Linked DNA regions of Mus musculus: all the other regions are linked to region 3. The links are chromatin contacts, called in public promoter capture Hi-C maps. All regions are on one chromosome and are shown on one strand. The core of a region is the stretch at or near the end of the contact, and the rest is flanking DNA. Distances in the headings are between cores, read along the strand shown.

Region 1 (2,846 bases), core at 51-2,550, 2.1 Mb after region 3:
GCCCAGGTCACCTCCATGGTGTGTTCATCTCCACTGAAGCCTGGGGTCTAGATAGGTCTTGTCCAGCAGAAGACAAGACTCACATTAGTCCACACTTGCTTAAGGCTGGGCATGCACACTGCTTCCCGTTTCTTCAGCCACTCGGTCTACCTACTACCCAAGCTTATCAATACCACATGCACAAGACACTTTGGTATAAGAGACTCCACCCTGGCACCAGGGAAAGGCAGGCAGATTGTGAAGCTAAGCAGCCTGCAGGCACACGGGCCAGCTGGGTCCCAGCTCTGTTCCCCATTATGAATGACCTTGCATATGTGTCTTGTGCCTGTTTTGATCTTTAAAGTGAGCTTAGAAATACTGACAGACAAGGACCTGGAGAGTGCTTCGTGGGTAAACTGTCGTGCAAGCATAAAGAAAAAGCTGAGCATGGCTATGCATGCCTGTCACCCCCGGGTGGGTGGGTGCAGGGAGACAAATTCCGGAGCTCGACCAACCGGCAGCCAAGCTGGCTCAGTGAGAGACCCTCTCTCAAAAAGTAAGGTGGCTAGCAACTGAGGGGGACACTTGATATTGATCTCCACAGACAGCGCACAGGTGCACAGGCTAGCTGAGGAGCACAGACTAACTCATACATGCACATATACTAATTAAAGTCCCTCAGAGAGTCAATAGTGTGGTTCGACTTCAAGACCATTCCCTAAACAGAGTACCCCCTTGGCAGTGGGTTTTTTTTTTTTTTCCTGTCTATTTAGGTCTCCAGCTAACGAAATGAGGCCACCTACATCATGGGCATAATGCCCTCTGCTGTCTACTGTATCGATTTAACTGTGCTGGCTAGTTTTTATGTCAACTCAACACAAGCTAGAGTCACCTGAAAGGAGGGAGCCTTGATTAAGAAAGTGCCTCGGTAAGATTCAGCTACAGGGGATATCTTGATTAGTGATTGATGGGGGAGGGCCCAGCCCATTGTGGGCGGGGCCATCTCTGGGCTGATGGTCCTGGTTCTATAAGAAAGCAGGCTGAGCAAACCATGGCGAGCAAGCCAGTAAGCAGCACCCTTCCACGGCCTCTGCATTAACCCCTGCCTCCAGGTTTCTGCCTGCCCTGAGACAGAAACAAACATTCTCACAGAAACATCCAGGATAACTTTTGGACTCATATCTGGATCATGCCCAACCAAGTTGACACACAGAATGAACTGTCCCCAAGGCATGTTTGCCCATGTGACCCCAATAACGAGCTCTATGCTTGTTTGTCTTTAGGGACCGTGTGTTTAAGGAAACAATTTCTTTACTGAATGGTGCTTCATTTGGTAGACCATTCTTTGGGACTGTTGTTCCTCCCAACACCCTCTGGGAACTATGTGCAACGGCAAACAGCTGAGAAGACAAGGAGGCCCAGGCTAGGTGGCCAGGCAGGTGCCTGATGCTGCTGAGATGACAAGGAGGCCCAGGCTAGGTGGCCAGGCAGGTGCCTGATGCTGCTGAAAAGACAAGGACTCTTCCCCACCCCACCTCACCCATGTTAGGTGGCCAGGCAGGTGCCTGACACTGCTGTCCTCTGGGGAGGTGTAAAATTTCCATTAGAAAAATGCAAGGAGGCTGGCCCTGGTGGCACAAACCTTAAATCCCAGCACTCAGGATGGAGAGACCGGCAGATCTCGGAGTTTCAGGCTAGTTAGAACTACGCAGTAAGACCCCGTCTCAAAAACAAACAAACGAGCAAGAAGACGAAAAAGGAGGAGGAAGAGAACTAAGGTGAGGAGGAGAAGAAGAAAGGAAAAAGGAACGCACCAGGCAAACGGGAAGAGGGTGAGCCGGTGCAGCAGGCCCTCGAGGACTGACCACGGTGTGAGATGGATAGCAGGCAGGGTGATGGATGAAGACACCAGCCTGTAGCTAGCTTGAAGAAGGGGCAGACATATATCTGAGCTATAAATCTCAGAAGGAGAAGCAGAGATTAGGAGCGAGAAACAGGGGCTGAGCTGTGCTTTCTGAGTGAACACACTGAAGAAGGGGGAGATTTGCACCACTGCAGCAGACTTTTTTTTTTTTTTTTTTTTGTCTTTTACTCTGAAGTGCCAAGAACTGGAAGAGGAAGTATGTTGCTGCGCTGCAGAGTTGCCGTGGCAATGGGTCAGCAGCAGAAAGAAACAGGTTGGGAGAAAGGCTCCATTTCTGCGCGGGGGTAGGGGGGGTAGGGGACAAGGGGGGGCTAGAGGGGGCAGGAGACAGGATGAGGAACAGATGGGGAAAGCAGTCACTGAAGTCACAGAGGCAGCAGGAGAGTGAAGTAAAAACCAGGCTGGATCGTGGGGGAGGGACATGAGGGGGGGGGTGATGTCGGGGCGGGGGGTGCAGAAATTACACCCAAAGTCAAATGTGGTCCTCAGTTTCTGCTCGCCTCCCCCTTCCCTACCTATGCGTTTCAAGGCATCCTAGTGTGTTTTGTGAGGTTTCTTATTGCTAATCCGACATTCACCACTTTGTCTTTGACCCAGGTTCTGCCCTCAACAGACCATCTGTTAGGAAGGGACCTTAAATCTCCAAGAAAGGAAGTCTCTAGAGATAGGACATTCCATTCTGTTGGAGTTTAAATTTGGTCCCAGAGCAACAAGACCTGCTTTGGAGCCTCCAAACCTCAGGACTCCACAGTTCTCAAAAAGACAGCCGAACGGCTTCCTGGAATCCCGTGTGAGCTGTCAGCTCTGCAGCAGTGTAAAGATGCTGGAGCATCCTCCAACCGCAAGCCAAGGACCACAAAGCCTTGCGTATCACCTTGGCTTTCTTACAGTGAGTGGGTGATTGAAATGACAGACTCTCAGCCCATGTGCTTAACTGCTTGAG
Region 2 (2,700 bases), core at 123-2,622, 2.4 Mb after region 3:
AGTAACTGAGTTAGCATAGTTAGAAAACCAAGGTCATGAACATGTTCAAAGTATCGAAGAAATTATCTTTGGCAAATTCTCTACTCTGATATAAACCTCAAAGACTTTGTTTTAAATAAAGGCTTTGTTTTAAATAATCAGCTTAGAGACTGCCACAGTGGAAAAGTCCACCATTGGTGATTATTCTTTGTGATGTCTCTTAAATGGTTTAAGAGAACTGAGCCCAGATATTCTAAGAGGGGCAGATCTGTGTGCACTGCACCTTCCTTGCGCCAGGTGGTACTAGTCATGTCTATTCCTACAGCTGTAAGCTTGGGAAGCCTGAGAGATCTCGGTGTGTAATTCACACTGTATTCTTCTTTAGATTCATTTAATTTTATGTGTACAGCTGTCCCGCCCCCACGTGTGTACGTGCGCCATCTGCATTCCTTGGACTCTCTGGAACTGGAGTCACAGATGGTTAGGAGCCACCATGTGGGGACTTGGAACTAACTAGACATGGATGCTCTGCAAGAGCAACAAGTGTCCTTAACCACTGAACCATCCTCAATCCCCACACGGTGTTTCTTAGAGTGCTTTCTTTGTTAGTTCCCTAGAAGCACGATTCCATCCTCATTACTAAGCAGCTTGACAAAAATATTCACCCTGAAGTAAGATTATGATTCTCGTATCGGTGTTAGGGTTTGACATCTACGGGGGAAAAAAAACTCTCAGTTTAGTGCTGAAAGTGAGGCAGATTTCCAGAAGGAAGCGGAAAGGGCAGAGACGGCTGAAAAGCAAAACACTGAATGGTGTTCACGGAAACAAGTGTGTCCAGAAGTGTATGGTAGGAAGTGCACTGTGAAGTCAGGTCCCTTGCCTGCAGCCGACCTGTGCAAACGGCCAGAGTGCCCCCTTCCCAGTGAGGGGCAGCGGCCATCACCCTCCGACAGGACCAGAAGCTAGCCCACGGGAACACTAGGTGCCACGAGGGATGTCCGGGATGTGCCTGCTGCAGCTGCAGGACCGGAGACACCAGGGAGGGGCAGCTGGCCCGCGGCCCACAGGTCACAGCAGGGCTTCCCGGGCTCCCGTGCACGCGTGGGCTGTGCGAGCCGAGCTGCAGCCGAGCCCCGTCCACGCGGCGACCCCGCCCGCCGCCCACCTGGCTCTCGCCGACGCAGAAGACGCGGCCGCCCTGGCTCAGGCACACGCGCGCGTCCCTGGGCTGCGCGGCCGCGCGGCAGAAGGTGAAGGAGCAGCGCGAAGCACGCAGCCGCCGCACCGTGGACAGCACCAGCGCGGCCGGCCGGCGCCCCCAGCGCGCCCACAGGTACAGGTAGCACAGCGTGATGAGCATGGCCGGCGCCCGCGCCCGGCTCGCGCCAGGCCCCGCCCCGGCCGGAAGCGAGGCTTCGGGAGTGTGGAGTGCGCGTGCGCTGCAGGAGGGGGGCTGAGGGCGGAGCGGGTGTGCGGGGCAAGGAAGGATGCAGGAGAGGGATGCGCTAGAGGTGGAAGGATGCAGCAGGCTGGGTAGCATCTGGGGGCGCCAGGACCATGGAGAGGGTGCCTCGGGTAAAGAGAGGCTACAGGAATGGAAAGGGCAGGCAGGACTGAAGATGGCATTGGAAGAGAGGTCACTGTCTGGTCTCAGGAGGCTGGCTTTTCCAAGAGGGGCTGGGGGAAAGGTGAGCCAGGAGATTGAAGGTGTGCTCTGGAGATGGAGAGACCTGGGCTGCAGAACTAGAGTGAACTGGGGAGGTGAGAGGGGCTGTGCTAGGGACATACAGGGACAGGGGCAGAGTAGTGAGGGGCTGGGAAAGTATTGGGGGGGAGGGAGCAGAGAGGGTGAGGGAGGTGGATAGCCTGATCAAGTCAAAGTTCAGCCTCCATTCCTTGAGGGTGGGGATGAGTGAGGCACTGGGCCTAAGTTTATATCAACAGCCAGTATTTGCGAACTATCAACACATTACAAATCAGAGAACTGACAAGACTGACGGCCTCTACCCGACCCAGTTGGTAAATCAGGTGAAGCTGTTTTATTAGATCATGCTAAACCTTCAAAAAGTGCTATTGGGTAAATTACATGGATTCATATGAAGAACACACACACACACAAAAAAAAAAAAAAAAAAAAAAAAAAAAAAAAAAACCCGAGGTATTCCCACTACATGTCTGTTACCGGTTTAACTGTGGGCATCCTGAGCCCAGTGGAAGGAGGGAACATCAGTTATGATTCCCAGAGGGCCTGTCCCAGGGGAAGCAAAATTCTCCCAGCAATTAAAAACAGCAGCTTTCTTCCCCAGAGCCTCCCATCCACAATAACTCTGAACAAACAATTTGTAGTTGCTTGCTGCCCTGACCCTTGCTCCCGAACTGCAAACAAGCAGCATAATGTGTTAACAACAGTCAGGTACACTGGCCATGGATCTGCTCATCTCAAATGGCCACTCACTCTGCAGTGGTGGCGCATGCCTTTAGTTCCAGCGCTTGGGAGGCAGAGGCAAGCTAATCTCTGTGTTCGAGGCCAGACTGGTCTATAGAGTGAGTTCCAGGACAGCTGGGGCTACACAAAGAAACTGTGTCTGGAAAAGAAAAAAGAAGTCCACTCACAGAACCTCAGCCTTGTGGTCAGATGGTGTAGCAACAACAGATTTAGCAGGAGGGTCCAGGAAGAAATGACTGGGCTCATGAGGAAGGTACATGTCACTGAGGACGGGA
Region 3 (2,700 bases), core at 169-2,668:
ATCCCCTGCACCCAGGCACTCATCTGGGAACTGCCACCCTTGCAGACCAAGGTTATTAATTACACACTTCAACGTATTTCTGTTCAACTCACTCTTTCATTGTTTTCCAAACACACACACACAAATAAGTAAGCTGACATACCCTTACAAGCTTGGCAAAGGGCCTGACCACAGATGTACTGAAGCTCCGAACCTTTAGAACAAAAGAAAACAGATCAGACAGGGTTTCTGCATTAGCTTAGCAATGTGTTAAAATAATCTAATCAAATACTTGCGCAATTCCTTTCTATCATCACACAGGTTATATGAGTGGGAGCTGCTCTTTGTTATACACTCCCTATTGAGAATCACCCCAAATCCCTCCAGAAACTGCCTTCCCAACACCTTCCTCCCTGGATAGCTGAGAGAGAAAAGCTGCTAACTTCCCAAAGTGGAATTTTTCAAAATAATTAAGAGCTTTATCACATTTGGGAAGAATGCTTTATGAAAGCGGAGGATTTATATTACATCACCTTTGAGAAAAACTTTAATGAACATGAAATGAGTCCAGTCTTAATTCAAGGAAACCTACTTGCTTAGGAACTGAAATGCTATCTAAGACCAAAGATCTCTTGATACAGCACCAGGCTTCAGGCACTGTGTCTGTCACTGGAGCAGCCTGGAATCCAGTTTAAAAAGCGTTTTGCGAGGGCACAGGTCACAGTCATATACTACTCTCTCTAGACTAGAATGTACTCGATTGGAACTGGCTATGAGGGTTAAAAAACTTTCTAACGCCTTAGTAATAATTCTGTATGGTGCAGATGAAAACCATGACGGCTGTCGATACAAAATTATCATGGCAGATGACCCAGGCACGTATTTTTTTCCACCCAATTCCAGGTTCTGCTGGACTTGGCCTGTTGCAAGCTCGCCATCACTCACCAGCTGCCAGCCAAAGGGGAGACGTTTAGCCCTTCCCCCCTTCTTTATAAACACAGGGGATGCGCTTTTCCAACACTCAAAATCCTAAGCAGCAGGCAGCCCTTAGGTTTACCAGCAAGGACAGGCATGTACTCTCCCCAGTGCTCTCTCCCATGCCCTTGCCAGCTGCTCCGCTATGCAGTGAGTCCTGGATGTCAAGGTCAAGACAGAGAAATCCGTGCCCACTCCCCACGGGGACGAAACGCGGATCCGCCCCACGCTGCCTGCAGTCGCCGGGCCCCACGACCCTGGGCGGGCTGCCTGACCCCTCAGCCACGGCCTCACACGCGGCGATGGGAGCCGGGGACCCGCAACCCTGGGAGGGAGCCTCCCGCCAGCTTCTACCTGTCGAGACAGTCCGGACGCTGCAGGCGCGGCCATCTTTTCCCGGGCGGCTGTAGGTCAAACCCAAATGAAAAGAGACTACTGGCGCCAGAGCGCACGCGCGCGCGCCAGCGTGATCGCTCGGCTTTCTGGGAAATGTACGCGTCAGGAGCCCGGGAGTGTGGGTAAGAACCTCTTGCATGCTGGGAGTTGTAGTCCGTACCTGCCGCGGTCCGGCTGGACTCGTGAACCGGAACCAGAAAATTAAGTCTGAAATTAGGTTTAGATTTAAACTCTTTGCACATGCATCGTCAACATCGTTGACTCGTCTTGAACCTGCCAAGTGTGCTTCTGTGGCAATGCTTCAGGCTTTACTTAAAACAAAAACCAAAAGTGAACCTACCCGGGCGCACTTCTTGGCTCTTCTGGCCATATTTTGATTACATAGGACAGTTGACAGGTGTGTTTGTGCTTTTTCTTTTTTTCTTTTTTTAGATTTCTTTATTTACTTCATGTATATGAGTATACTGTAGCTGTACAGATGGTTGTGAGCCTTCATGTGGTTGTTGGGGATTTAATTTTTGTTTTTGGATCTCTGCTCGCTCCAGCCCAAAGATTTATTATTATATTATACATAAGTACACCGTAGCTGTCTTCAGATACACCAGAAGAGGGCGTCAGATCTCATTATCGGTGGTTGTGAGCCACCATGTGGTTGCTGGGATTTGAACTCAGGACCTTCGGAAGAGCAGTTAGTGCTCTTAACTGCTGAGTCATCTTGCCAGCCCGTGTTTGTGCTTTTTATACCCACAGACTCAAAATCTATATATAATTTATCTATATATAATTTACTTTTTAATATGAGGGAAGATGGATACAGAATTATATGGGTTGCAAATACATTCTTTTAGAAATTGTTTTATGTGTTTGAGTGTTTTCCTGCATATATTCACGTGTACCATGTGTGCCTGTTGCCTTAGAGTCCAGAAAAGGACATCTAGTCTCTTGGAGCTGGAGTTAGAGGCAGTTGTGAGGTGCCAGGGGGTACTGAAACTGAGCACAGGTCCTCTGCAGGAGCAGCCAGTGCCCAACCGCTGAGCTGTCTCTCCAACCTCAGAAATACATTTTGTATAAGCAAATTTCTAAATTATGGCACTTTAATAAACATGTCCATAGCTGCAGAATAACCTACTTTGATTCTATAACTTAACCATTCTATGACTTTTCAACATAACTCACGTGGTTTATATTACTTTAATATATTACTTTAATACACATCTGAGTATCTTTAGATATACTTTTTCATAATTTCAAAAGTAGAATTTAAAAGTTGATCGAGCAGCTTGACAAGTGAGCATGAGCACATGGGCACATGAGGCAGAGCTGCTTCTCTTCGGCTTACACTCTCACTAG

What was found. Promoter capture Hi-C pulls out the DNA fragments that hold promoters and counts their contacts.
Region 1: a promoter capture Hi-C map of pre-B cells shows a contact between it and region 3, with 3 times the contacts expected there. The contact joins the promoter of 2410003I16Rik here to the promoter of Atp5o in region 3. A contact is called at or near these places in 2 of 39 promoter capture datasets (the C10 cell line and pre-B cells).
Region 2: a contact with region 3 is called in a promoter capture Hi-C map of pre-B cells, with 3 times the contacts expected there. The contact joins the promoter of Hlcs here to the promoter of Atp5o in region 3. A contact is called at or near these places in 1 of 39 promoter capture datasets (pre-B cells) and 1 of 115 datasets of contacts at active chromatin or transcription factors (large pre-B cells).

The regions. Positions count from the first base shown.
Region 1 is chr16:94,009,355-94,012,200 of GRCm38.p6, forward strand. 2410003I16Rik (a long non-coding RNA gene) reads left to right here and starts at 1,301. Exons shown (of 4, transcript XR_003951876.1): 1 at 1,301-1,757; 2 at 2,079-2,156; 3 at 2,501-2,846.
Region 2 is chr16:94,288,919-94,291,618 of GRCm38.p6, forward strand. Hlcs (holocarboxylase synthetase (biotin- [propriony-Coenzyme A-carboxylase (ATP-hydrolysing)] ligase)) reads right to left here and starts at 1,373. Exons shown (of 11, transcript NM_001360045.1): 1 at 1,145-1,373. The coding sequence starts at 1,339.
Region 3 is chr16:91,930,212-91,932,911 of GRCm38.p6, forward strand. Atp5o (ATP synthase, H+ transporting, mitochondrial F1 complex, O subunit) reads right to left here and starts at 1,419. Exons shown (of 7, transcript NM_138597.2): 1 at 1,309-1,419; 2 at 143-193. The coding sequence starts at 1,344.